Linked DNA regions of Sus scrofa: region 1 is linked to region 2. Evidence: chromatin contacts called from public HiChIP or PLAC-seq data. All regions are on one chromosome and are shown on one strand. The core of a region is the stretch at or near the end of the contact, and the rest is flanking DNA. Distances in the headings are between cores, read along the strand shown.

Region 1 (5,715 bases), core at 1,679-4,178, 140 kb before region 2:
TTTTAAATGAATTTTTTATATATTAAGAATTCTTGGCATTTCCATTGTGACTCAGTGGTTAATGAACCCAACTAGCATCCATGAGGTTGCCAGTTCAATCCCTGGCCTCACTCAGTGGGTTACGGATCTGGTGTTGCTGTGAGCTGTGGTGTAGGTGGCAGACATGGTTCAGATCCTGTGTTGCTGTGGCTGTGGGGTAGGCCAGCAGCTGTAGTTCTGATTAGACCCCTATCTTGGGAACCTCCATATGCCACTTGCAGCCCTAAAAAAAGCAAAAAAAAAAAAAATTATTAATGTAGTAGAGATACTAGCCCTTTATCTATGGTATGTGTTGCAAGAATCATCTAGTTTGTCATTTTTGTTTATGGTGTTTTTGGCTATGCAATCTTTTATTATGGTTAAAATTTTAAATCTTTTATTGCCTCTGAATTTTGAGTTATAGTCAAAATTCTTTCCTTACACCAAAGTTATAGAGGAATTCACCTGTGTAAACTAATTGCATCTATATTATTTCACTGTTTACCTTTTTCTCTCTGATCCGTTATTCTTATCTGTGGTATGAGATATAAATCTAATTTTATCTTTTTCCAAACGACTATCCAACTAGTTTCAGCACCTTTCTTAAAACACTTATCTTTGTTTCAGTGATTTGAAATACTGCCCTTTCAGACACTAATTTTCCACAGGTGCTTGGGTCTAGTTTTTTTCAATCCTATTCTTGTCTGTCTATTCAAACGCCAGTACCTTACTGTTTTATATAATGTTTTTATATCCTTAATCCTCCCTTGTAACTTTTCTTATTTTGTGTTTCTCTCATTTTCCCATCAACTTGCGTAGCTCCTTTTGAAAACAACTCTTTGGTATTGGTGCTGGGAATGCATTTAATTTACACATTGGGGGAAAATAACATTTTTATGGGCTGAATTGTTCTCTCCGAAACAAGAAGTGTCTTCTGTTTGTTCACATGTACTTTTGTTTCTGTCTCAAGTGTTCTGAAGGCATCTTCATTTCTTGTTTCGTAGGAAGTCCTCTGTCACCCCAATCTCTCTACTCAGGTGAGTTAGGCTCCAAACACTATGAGTCAGCACTTCTGCCCTCTGAATTTATCTTCTTCTCAGTCACCCCACAGTGAGAACAGTGTTTTCCTCTTGGTTCTTTTTGGGAGTTAATGGCAGAACCAAGTACTTCTCCTGTACAGGACAGCACAGGCCTCAAGCATTGAGCCAAGCCCTGAAAGTCACATCCAGAATCACAAAGCAGAGGACAGACTTTACATGGGATCTCAGTGTCTTTTCAGCCACTTTTGTAGAGAAGACAGTTTTGATCCACGATAGGATGAAGGGATAAATCTGTTCAACTCTATCAGCGGCTGTACGTGGATGTGTGAACAGTGAGTTCAGACAACCGCCAAGTATGTCTTGTTACTTCTGCTCCTCTCCTAATGGTTTAGCCAAAGCAATTCACCTTTGACTTGCTTAGGACTGGCCTAGCTAAAAGGTGTTTTCAACACAAACCAACTATTATGAGCCTTGGGAATAAAAGGGTCAATTCAAGCACAGTTTATCAGGTTCTCAGGCAGTTTGGAAACTCCCTTGTGGTTGAGCATAAACTACCTATTTCCAATCTAGACTTTTGTAGGTTTTATCAGAAGTCTCACCTGATTTGGGGAGTGTGGCCAGTCCTGCACTCCCCAAATTTTGTCAGTTCTCAGATCCGAAGCCATCGTTCCTGGGATACGTTTCATGCCTTTCAGAAACCCAAAGGCAATACCAAATGTCAATTTCCTGAGATAAACATTCCTTTCCTCCAATTGTTTTCCCTGTTAGCTTAACTTGCCAATTTTCAATCAATTATCTTTCCAGTCAAGTGCATATATTTCATGTAAACTCTCTCTCCTTTGGAGACCCGGGGAAGGGCTTGCTCCCCAGCTCCCTCCGGTTCATTCCCATCCAGCATAGCTGATCTAAGTCCCCACAGACTCTGCAGATCCCTGGAGCAGGGAACACAAGGGGCCTTACAGAATGCTTGCCCTGCTAGGCACAGTCACCCTGTGCCAGTGAGTCGGGGATCTAGATACAGCTAAGATCTTTTTAAATCCATTTTAGGAGTTCCCGTTGTGGCTCAGTGGAAACAAATCTGACTAGGAACCATGAGGTTGCGGGTTCGATCCCTGGCCTTGCTCAGGGGGTTAAGGGTCTGGCGTTGCCATGAGCTGTTGTGGTGTAGGTCGCAGATGCGGCTTGGATCCTGCATTGCTGTGGCTGTGGTGTAGGCCGGCAGCTGTAGCTCTGGTTGGACCTCTAGCCTGGGAGCCTCCCATATGCCAAAGGTGTGGCCCTAAAAAAAAAGCAAGAAAAAAAATCCATTTTAGAGAAATCTGATTATTGACTGAGGCCAGATGGGGACAGAGACTAGAAACATTCATCCTCTGATTCTGCAGAGAGGGCCTCACTCTCTTTTATAGGATATTCTCACCAGTCTGCTCTTGGGTTGCTTCTTGCGAGGTATACCTTTACCAATCACTGCTCACAGGGCTGTTACTCAGGCCCAGCAGTCTCAAACTGTGCCCTGTGGTCCAGCAAATCAGCTGCACCACAAATGATTTTCAGTCCAGCCTCACATCTTACTGAATTTTCCAGCTGGATGGACAACAAGCCCCGTGAGGTTAAGGGATGGAACCCTGGGCTCCAAAGTGAGTCAGTTGCTCAGCTATGCTGTAAACTGTGGGCCCGTTCAGGCTCCCAGGACTTTTCTCTAACCAGCAGACCACAGGGTCCCTCTTCTGCAATAGGATCATCTTGTCTGCAGAGAAATGGAATTAAGCTATTAGCAAGTGGTTTCTGACTCCTGCAGAAACCCCAGCAACAATGGCCACTTCAACATAACGTTTGAAGAGGGCTGTTGGTTTTGGCAGCGCTTCACTATATTACACATTCCTGCCACTTAATTGTCCTTGCAAAGATCAACAAAGACCTTCTGAAGCAGAGCTGGAAGCTGGAGAACTCAGCCAACCAAATGTTTGTTAAAATGAGGAGGAAAAGGAGGGTGAGCTCTCTACATGCAGCTGTACTCTGAAACGACACCATTTTCTCTGCACAGTCATCCATTTCCTGAACTTCCGTATCCTGCCCCGACTGCCAAATCTGAAAGAAAGTTTAAAAATATGTTCTAATTCCTGATCTCATTATTATCAACCTGCTTCCTCTGACCTTCACAGTCATTTGGTGAGTTCAAAGCTCACACAAGGCACATTGTCCAATTTTTTTTTTATTATTCTTACTATTTTAAATACAACACAAATCACATTATTTTAACAATATGAATGAAGACAGTGAACAAATGCCTTAAATATTTCTTCCTTTCTTTCTTTTTTTTTTTTTTTAATTTTTAGGGCATACCTGTGGCTTATGACGTTCTTAGGCCAGGGGTCGAATTGGAGCCACAGCTGCTGGCCTACAACACCAGACCTGAGTCTCATGGATACTAGTTGGATTCATTACCCCTGAGCCACAGTGGGAACTCCAGATGCCTTAAATAACTTAGTGGACATCAATAAAGGACTCTCATGAGCTAAGAGCCATGCAAGACCTGGATGTGAACATGAGTCTCTCTCTCTCTCAACAAATGCAAGACAAAAAGAAAAAGAAAACACAGCTGTTGATACACATTTTTTTTCCTTCACTTTCTACGTGCAGTTTCTGGCCAGAGACCCGGGGGCAGATGGCAGTGAGATGGGGGAATCAATTTGTGCCCATAATGAGTTAATGATCTAGCAGGATGGCGAGGTCATGCCCATGTTAGAGATGGTTAATTAGAGGCAGAAAAATCACCCCATGGCTTTCCTGGGTCTTTGGGAATATTGCAAATTAAAAGCCAATTTCTGAAGGCATGTTTAGACTTTGAGTGTAAGAATGACGTCTGTTTTGGCCACACTTTATACTTCTGGAAACATGCGCATGTTTAGTATGTCCTGTGCGTTCTATCATGAGTCTTTTGCACTGGAGGGACACTATTTTATGAAAATGGGCATGTGAGAAACAGAAATGAGAACTAGGACTCCCATCTCCAACACTTAACTGAGGAAAGTTGTGAGGAGAGAAATCAAAGAGATTGGTTACGTTAAAATTATGCTTTCTCCTTTGAATTATCAGTAAACATGTGTAGAGCACTTCCAAGCCCATGGTACAGAAGAGATAACATTTTATGGGCCTCATGAGTTAATAGAAGGGAGCAAAGAGTGTCTTCAGATGCAAAGGACCTGAAAGGTGAACTAACCATTGTCTTTGCACATACTGTTCCCTTTGCCTGGAACACCACTCTTTGCCTGGCTCACTCTTACCTCCTGTGCAAGACTTAGCTTTGATGTCACCCTCTTTTTTTTTTTTTTTTTTTTTTTTTTGGTCTTCTTGCCTTTTCTAGGGCTGCTCCTGTGGCATATGGATGTTCCCAGGCTAGGGATTCATTTGGAGCTGTAGCCGCCAGCCTACGCCACAGCCACAGCAACACAGGATCCGAGCTGCGTCTGCAACCTACGCCACAGCTCACGGCAATGCCCGATCCTTAACCCCATGAGCAAGGACAGGGATCGAACCCACAACCTCATGGTTCTTAGTCGGATTCGCTAACCACTGAGCCACAATGGGAACTCCAGATGTCACCTTCTTGAAGAAGCCGGCCTTGGACTTCTCAAGTTCATACAGCTCCTCTGTGATCTCATAGCCTTTCTCAGTCTCAAAATACACACTTTATTGTATTTTGTTTGAAATTACCCTACCCAACACTTTCAGAATAAAGACAATCTTTTTTTACGTATTTACTCCTAGAGCCTAGCACATAGCTGGTGTATATTCAATATTTTAAAAAATGATAGAAAAAATTCCCTATCTCTTAAAGAGGCAGCAAGGAAAAGATTTTAACAATGGATTCGAGAGAAAGGTTGTGTTGGTTTCTTGTGGCTGCTGTAGCAAACTAGGTGGTTTAAAACAGCAGGCATTCTCTTGTGGTGCAGCAGGTTAAGAATCCAGTGCTGTCACTGCAGTGGCCCAGAAAGTTCCATGTGCCATAGGCACAGCCAGAAACAAACCAAAAAACTACAGGAATTTATTTTCTCACAATTCTGGAGCCTAGAAGTCTGAAATCAGGATCACAGGCAGAAGTCAAGGTATCAGCAGGGCTGTGCTTCCTTTTGAAGCTCTAGAGAAGAATCTGTTCCTTGCTTTTCTCAGCTTTTGGTGGTTGCCAATATTCTTTGGCTTGTGGCTGCATCACTGCCATCTTCAAGGCCAGCATCTCCAAATCTCCGTCTGCTCTGTCTTCACATTGCTTCCCCCTCCCTGTGTGTGTCAGATCTGCCCCTGCTTCTCTTGTCAGGATACATGTGATTACACTTAGGGCCCATTTAGATCATCAAGGATCACCTTCCATCTGAAGATCCTTTATCACATCTACAAAGACTTTATCATATAAAATAATATTCACAAGCTCCAGGTATCAGGATGTGGCTGTCTTTAAGGGGCCATTCTTCAGTCTACTGCAGGAGGCTTAGGAAGAACATTTTTTTCATGATGGTGAAAGAGTTAACAAGAAGTAATTTGATGAAGAATAATATGTCATAAAATGAGCAAAACCTTTGAAAATGAGGAATTTGATAAAGAGGAAATAAAAGTTATTATAAAATAGGAACCAAAATATTTAATTTGTCAATCTAGGGAAGCA
Region 2 (5,382 bases), core at 1,911-4,410:
GCTCCTTCAGGACTGACATAACCATCTCCCAGCTTCTGGAAATACTGTCTTAACAACACATAGTTATACCCCTCACTAGAAATTGCCCTCAGCTGAAGATATGTCTCATCCAAGACTATGACTCCCTCAGTGGGACAGCCTATAGCCAATGACTTACTGGTATGAGGATAAAAATTACTGCCTCCCTTGCTTAAATTTGCCCATCTCCCCAGTGCTGCATGCTCATGTCTTTAAAGATAAATCTCCTGAGTGCATCCCAAAATAAATCTTCTGCAGTCAATCTCAGCGTCTGGTTTCCAGAGCACCCCACCTAAAACAGTTGGTATCTAGAATGGTCCTTGGAAGCAGAGCATGTGGCAGATGGCCTGGTTGGTATGGAAAGACTGAGGACTAAGATGTCTGTGGAGAAGGCCCTTGGATGGGCCTGTGGTAGTGGGCACTACCAGATAGCATATATTGCAGAAGAGGCACTAAATAACCAAGTGACTCAGGTAATAGTCTGTTCTCTTCAACCTAGTGCCCATACAGTGGATTTGTGAATAGAGCTACCATGATGGCAGAGATAAAGGCTTAAGCATGGGCCCAACAACATGCTTCCAAAATCTGTTTTAGCTAATGATGCTGTTGAATGTCCATCCAACCTGTGGGTAGCAGAGTAATGGTGGGTCTCCAAAATGGCAACCTCCCTTGAGTAGACCAATCAGTAGTTTGGTATCGAGTCAATTCTTTTGAATCTTTTCCACTCTAAAAGGAGGAGCAGTTTATCTTGACTAGAATGGACACACATTCCAAGTATAGGTTTGCCTTTCTTGCCTGCAGGGCCCTGGATGGATGGTTTTGGTGCTACCATGCCAGGATTTAGTGGTTTATAAACAGGCATAGCAGCCACAGCTTGGGAAGGACTGGTAGCTCAGCAAAGAGAGTCTAAAATCCCCACCAGGTAATCTCCCTGGACAAGTATACATGATGGCTGAGGGTGAGAGACACCTAGGGTGCGTGGTAGAGGATAAGGACCACAAGTGTCAATTATGAACATTTAAGTTCAACTGCAACTGTCGGGCTATTATGCATCCCATTGGTGCTTCTAAGCTTTCACAAGAAATAAGACCATCCAGAACCCTGGAGACGCTATTTCCAGATAAGACAAAATGACTCTTAGATCCCAGCGGATCTGAGCGAACCAGAGAGGATGCTGAGGGGCTCTGTTAAGGTCCTGTCTTCTGGAATGGTGTACTCATGCCCCAGGTGTTAGGACTGTTAGCTGCTGACGGGTCAGAGCTTCATGTCTCACCAAGGAATTGTCTTTGGCTACAGAGAACCACTTCAGCTAAGGTTATCTTCTCTCCCAGGGACAGCTAGCAACCAATGATGGGCCAATGTAAGGATGCAAAGTAGTCCCGACATCTCTCAAGGACCGTCCCAGCTCCAGAGCTTCCAAGGGAATGGCTGAAGCTTCTGCTGCAGCTGCATCATAGCCCAACTACTGCCTCCCCCACTCCTGCCTTCCCCAGGTCCTTATAGGTGCATCTCCCAAGACACTTCCCCAATAAACTTGCTGCATGCAACTCTGTCTCAGGATCTGTCTCCAGGGAACCAAACCTAAGAAAATCTTCCATATAAGGATTTCAGTCTTCAGTCAACACAGTGAAAAAATGAAACCAGAGGTAAGTCCCTGCTCTTCATGTTAACCCCAGAGACAAGACAACTAAAAATGACAAGCTCTGAGGTAGGAAGATGGGGGAAAGTTTGAATAAAGAAGATATTGCAGGAGTTCCTCTTGTGGCTCAGGGTGTTAAGAACCAGCACTGCCTCTGTAAGGATGTAGGTTCGATCCTTGGCCTGGCTTAGTGGGTTAAGGATCTGGCGTTGCCCCAAGCCGGTTTAGCTCACAGGTGCAGCTCTGATCCAGTGTTGGCCAGCAGCTGCAGCTCCAATTCAATCCGTAGCCCAGGAATTTCCATACACCTCAAGTGCCAGCTGTAAAAAAAAAAAAAAAAAAAAAAATTACAGAAAGCCCTGTTGGACCTAAAATCTTGTGTACAAGTTAGATTAGTAGTTTTCTAGAAGAAGGTGTTATTTGGAGTTCCCGTCGTGGCTCAGTGGTTAACGAATCCGACTAGGAACCATGAGGTTGCAGGTTCAATCCCTGGCCTTGCTCAGTGGGTTAAGGATCCGGTGTTGCCGTGAGCTGTGGTGTAGGTCACAGACGAGGCTTGGATCCCGAGTTGCTGTGGCTCTGGTGTAGGCCAGCGGCTACAGCTCCAATTAGACCCCTAGCCTGGGAACCTCCTTATACCGCTGGAGCGGCCTTAGAAAAGGCAAAAAGACAACAACAAAAAAAAAAAGAAGAAGAAGAAGAAGGTGGTCTTTAAGGCATGGGACATAAGACAAATGTTTTAATGGGGGCAAGAAGGAGGAAAATGCCAGTGTCAGTGAGAGTGAGGCTGATTGACTTTGATGCTGACCACAAGGAGAAAGTAACTGAGATGTCCTGAAATCACTAAGAGGCTGAAAGCATGGAGTCTCCTTCCTTCCTGGTTAGGCACTGAGAAGAGTAAGGCAGTGGGGGGAGAAGTACTTTACATGCCTTGGCTTTCTAGAGGGAGATGAACAACATGGAAAAACATTCTAGTAAGGCTCTTGCTGCAAATCTTAGTGCTATGATTGCCATACAATGTTTCATTTGTTGTGATTACTCTAGTTAATTATTTATCATTGTACATTTCATAATATATTACTAAACAACTTGTAGCCTCTTTAAAAAAAAGAAATGGTTCCATGGGAATTGGATGTTTTGCTAGAGAGAGAGAGAAAAAGAAATTCGTAGGAGTTGGTCGCTTGTAGGTAGCTGCACAATGCAGCTGCAGCAGGAGAGGGTGAGGATAAGGTTATCCAGCTTTTATGCTTCCCGAGATCAGTACAATTCTTTTGTGTATTCTGACTCCTCCCACCTCGCCAAGGTTCTTGTCTTCTGTTTGCCTAATGCACTCTTCTCCACCCTGCTCTCTGCCCCCTGGGGGGCAGGGGGGGAGGGTGGGGGGGAAGCTGACCAGCAGGAATTACACATGAGGCTCATTCCTTCCAGCTGCTGGGTGGAGTCAGCCAGAGGTAAGCTGTGCGTGGGCAGGAAATTTGAAGCCACCAGAGCCTGAAGCCCGGGTCACGGCTGTGCCTTCTCGCTTCTGGTGAGGCGGCCAAGGCTGGGTGCATCCCTCAGTGTGTGGGGGGGGTCACAGCTCCTGTCCGACAGCCCCCTCTGCATAGCTCTGTGACTCCACATCCTAGTAACAGCGCCCTCTCCTGGCCCCATTTGGCTTAGGGGTGCTAACCATCCCCACTGTTCCTTGCTCTGGGGGATCACATTATCCCTTGCAGGATCCCTACACTCTGCTCAGATCTTGGTAGTCAATAATTCCTCCATCAAGCCTTTGTGTTATTCAGCTCAAGTGGTGTGCCACTGTTTACTGCCAGTGCCCTGAGAGAATGATTTTCACTTTATCGCTTTCCTGGTTAGGAGACTCAATTCTCAACCTGGTTTTTATAGAAACAAGCTAAGCATCCATGTGCAAATTGTTTCATTGATGTGGATGAGGAAACACCTGGGAGCTGGTGTGCAAAGGTTTAAAACATAACTCTGAATTGAAACTCTTCTGCTTCATTTCAGTGCATATGATGTTATTTTCTTGAAAGTGACAAGGCAGGAGAAGGATTAACATACTAAGCTCCCCATGAAGACAGGGTGGTGAACACTAAGATTTGGCATAAGAATGGCAGCAGGTAATAGCAGGCCCAGGCCAATGAGAGATTGAAACCAGTGGCTTTGGCAGAGCAAAGGCAGGAAAGAGATTTTAAGTTAACTCAGGTGCCTGGGAAGCCATGGACCGACAGATGGAGCAGTGAACAGCCATTCATATCTCTCTAGCAATGGCCTCCGTGGACTAAGCACCTGCCATGGCCCAGGCATGAAGCTTTGTGTGCCTTGGCTCATTTCGGCATCACAGGACAGAGAAAGCTGGTGTGGGGAAAGAGGCTAAGTCACTTGCCCAAGGACCCAGAGCTCAGAAATGGCAAAGCCAGGATTCCAAGCCTGGGATTTTTTTTTTTTTTCTTTTTCTTTTTTGAAGGCTGCACCTGCTGCATATGGAAATTCCTGGGCCAGGGTCAAATTGGAACTGCAGCTGAGGCCTACACCACAGCCACGGAAACACCAGATCCTTAGCCCACTGAGCGGGGACAGGGGTGGAACCTACATCCTCATGGATACTAATTGGGTTCTTAAACCTGCTGAGCCACAAGGGGAACTCCCCTAACCCAAGACTTAATCACCCTCTCCTAGGAGAGATTTAGCCTGGACTTAAGGATGCACATCCAGTGGGCATGGACCCTGGGAAGATTCAGCATGACCTCCTCTTATCTCTCAGAGATCACTGAAGCTGACTGACGTTCATGCTTAGTCCAATACCAACCGTCTGGGTATAACCCAGAATTGCTCAGAACTGGACGAGGCCCCCAACAGACTGGCCGGTCCTGGATCAGGGAGCCCACTTCCTTCACTGCCCCCCCGGCACCATGCCCATCCTGCCCAGGTGTGCATCCTCACTTCCACGTGGTCAGGGCACAGTGTCACAAGCTCTGGGAGGCAGAGACGTGGGACATAAAAAGTTATTTGTCTCCGTGGATTCTCCTCTGTGTGTGGGATTGCACTGGGAGGGAAGGCATTCCTCAAGCAGTAAACAACCCAGGCCAATTTGCACCCCGGCCACTGAGCCGTAATCTTTTCATTATGCTTTGCATATTTATAACCAAGAGTTCTTTTGCTCTGGTACAAACAAGACTGCAATCAGCCTGCCAAAGGATTCTCTTTAAACATTGGTCTTTACAGAAGAAAAAACAAAATGAGCATCACACCGAAGGCCCTTTGAATAAGTGAATTCCCGCTTCTTCTCTTCCGCTGGAGGACAGTGTGCAAAACTTGGTTCTAAGGAGAGAGGGCTTGTTTCTTTCAAACCACCCTCCCCAGATGGTCCTCAGTTTGGCGACAGCAGCCTCCCAGCTCCTTTGAAATGCTCTGCCTAGCGGGTGCCAGCCTCCTTGAGCTGCTCCCGAAGATGCCAGTTTCAGCTGTCACGTTTTATCTGCATGTCCTGAGGGCCTCCTGTGCTTTTTCTGATTCTCTTAAGTGAATAAAAATAACTTAGGAGCATGGAGAATATGACCCTATCCCAGTGTGCAAGCTTCTGCTACAGATATGTCCATGTCCGGGCCTCTTTGTTTTAAAGAAAGGATGGAACAGAAAGGGGGAACTTCCCATCCATTTCCCAGATCTTTGGGGCCGATGTAAGGCAGTGATTTAGGATGGAAGAAGTTTAGTTATGCAGAGGC

Evidence for each region. HiChIP or PLAC-seq counts read pairs in DNA pulled down with a chosen protein or histone mark.
Region 1: an H3K27ac HiChIP or PLAC-seq map of skeletal muscle shows a contact between it and region 2. The contact joins two enhancer-like sites. A contact is called at or near these places in 1 of 47 Hi-C or Micro-C datasets (liver) and 1 of 2 datasets of contacts at active chromatin or transcription factors (skeletal muscle).

The regions. Positions count from the first base shown.
Region 1 is chr16:23,982,879-23,988,593 of Sscrofa11.1, reverse strand. All of the region lies in intron 3 of LOC106506470 (a long non-coding RNA gene), which reads left to right. Among named protein-coding and RNA genes, the nearest start is that of OSMR, 56 kb to the left of the region's middle. Within about 2 kb of position 2,928, at least 11 of the 83 cell types and tissues checked have an H3K27ac peak or open chromatin away from gene starts, as enhancers often do. A contact at or near this core is called in skeletal muscle, where this site is marked.
Region 2 is chr16:23,842,054-23,847,435 of Sscrofa11.1, reverse strand. LOC106506470 (a long non-coding RNA gene) reads left to right here. Exons shown (of 6, transcript XR_002339806.1): 5 at 1,350-1,664. Among named protein-coding and RNA genes, the nearest start is that of OSMR, 200 kb to the left of the region's middle. Within about 2 kb of position 3,160, at least 9 of the 83 cell types and tissues checked have an H3K27ac peak or open chromatin away from gene starts, as enhancers often do. A contact at or near this core is called in skeletal muscle, where this site is marked.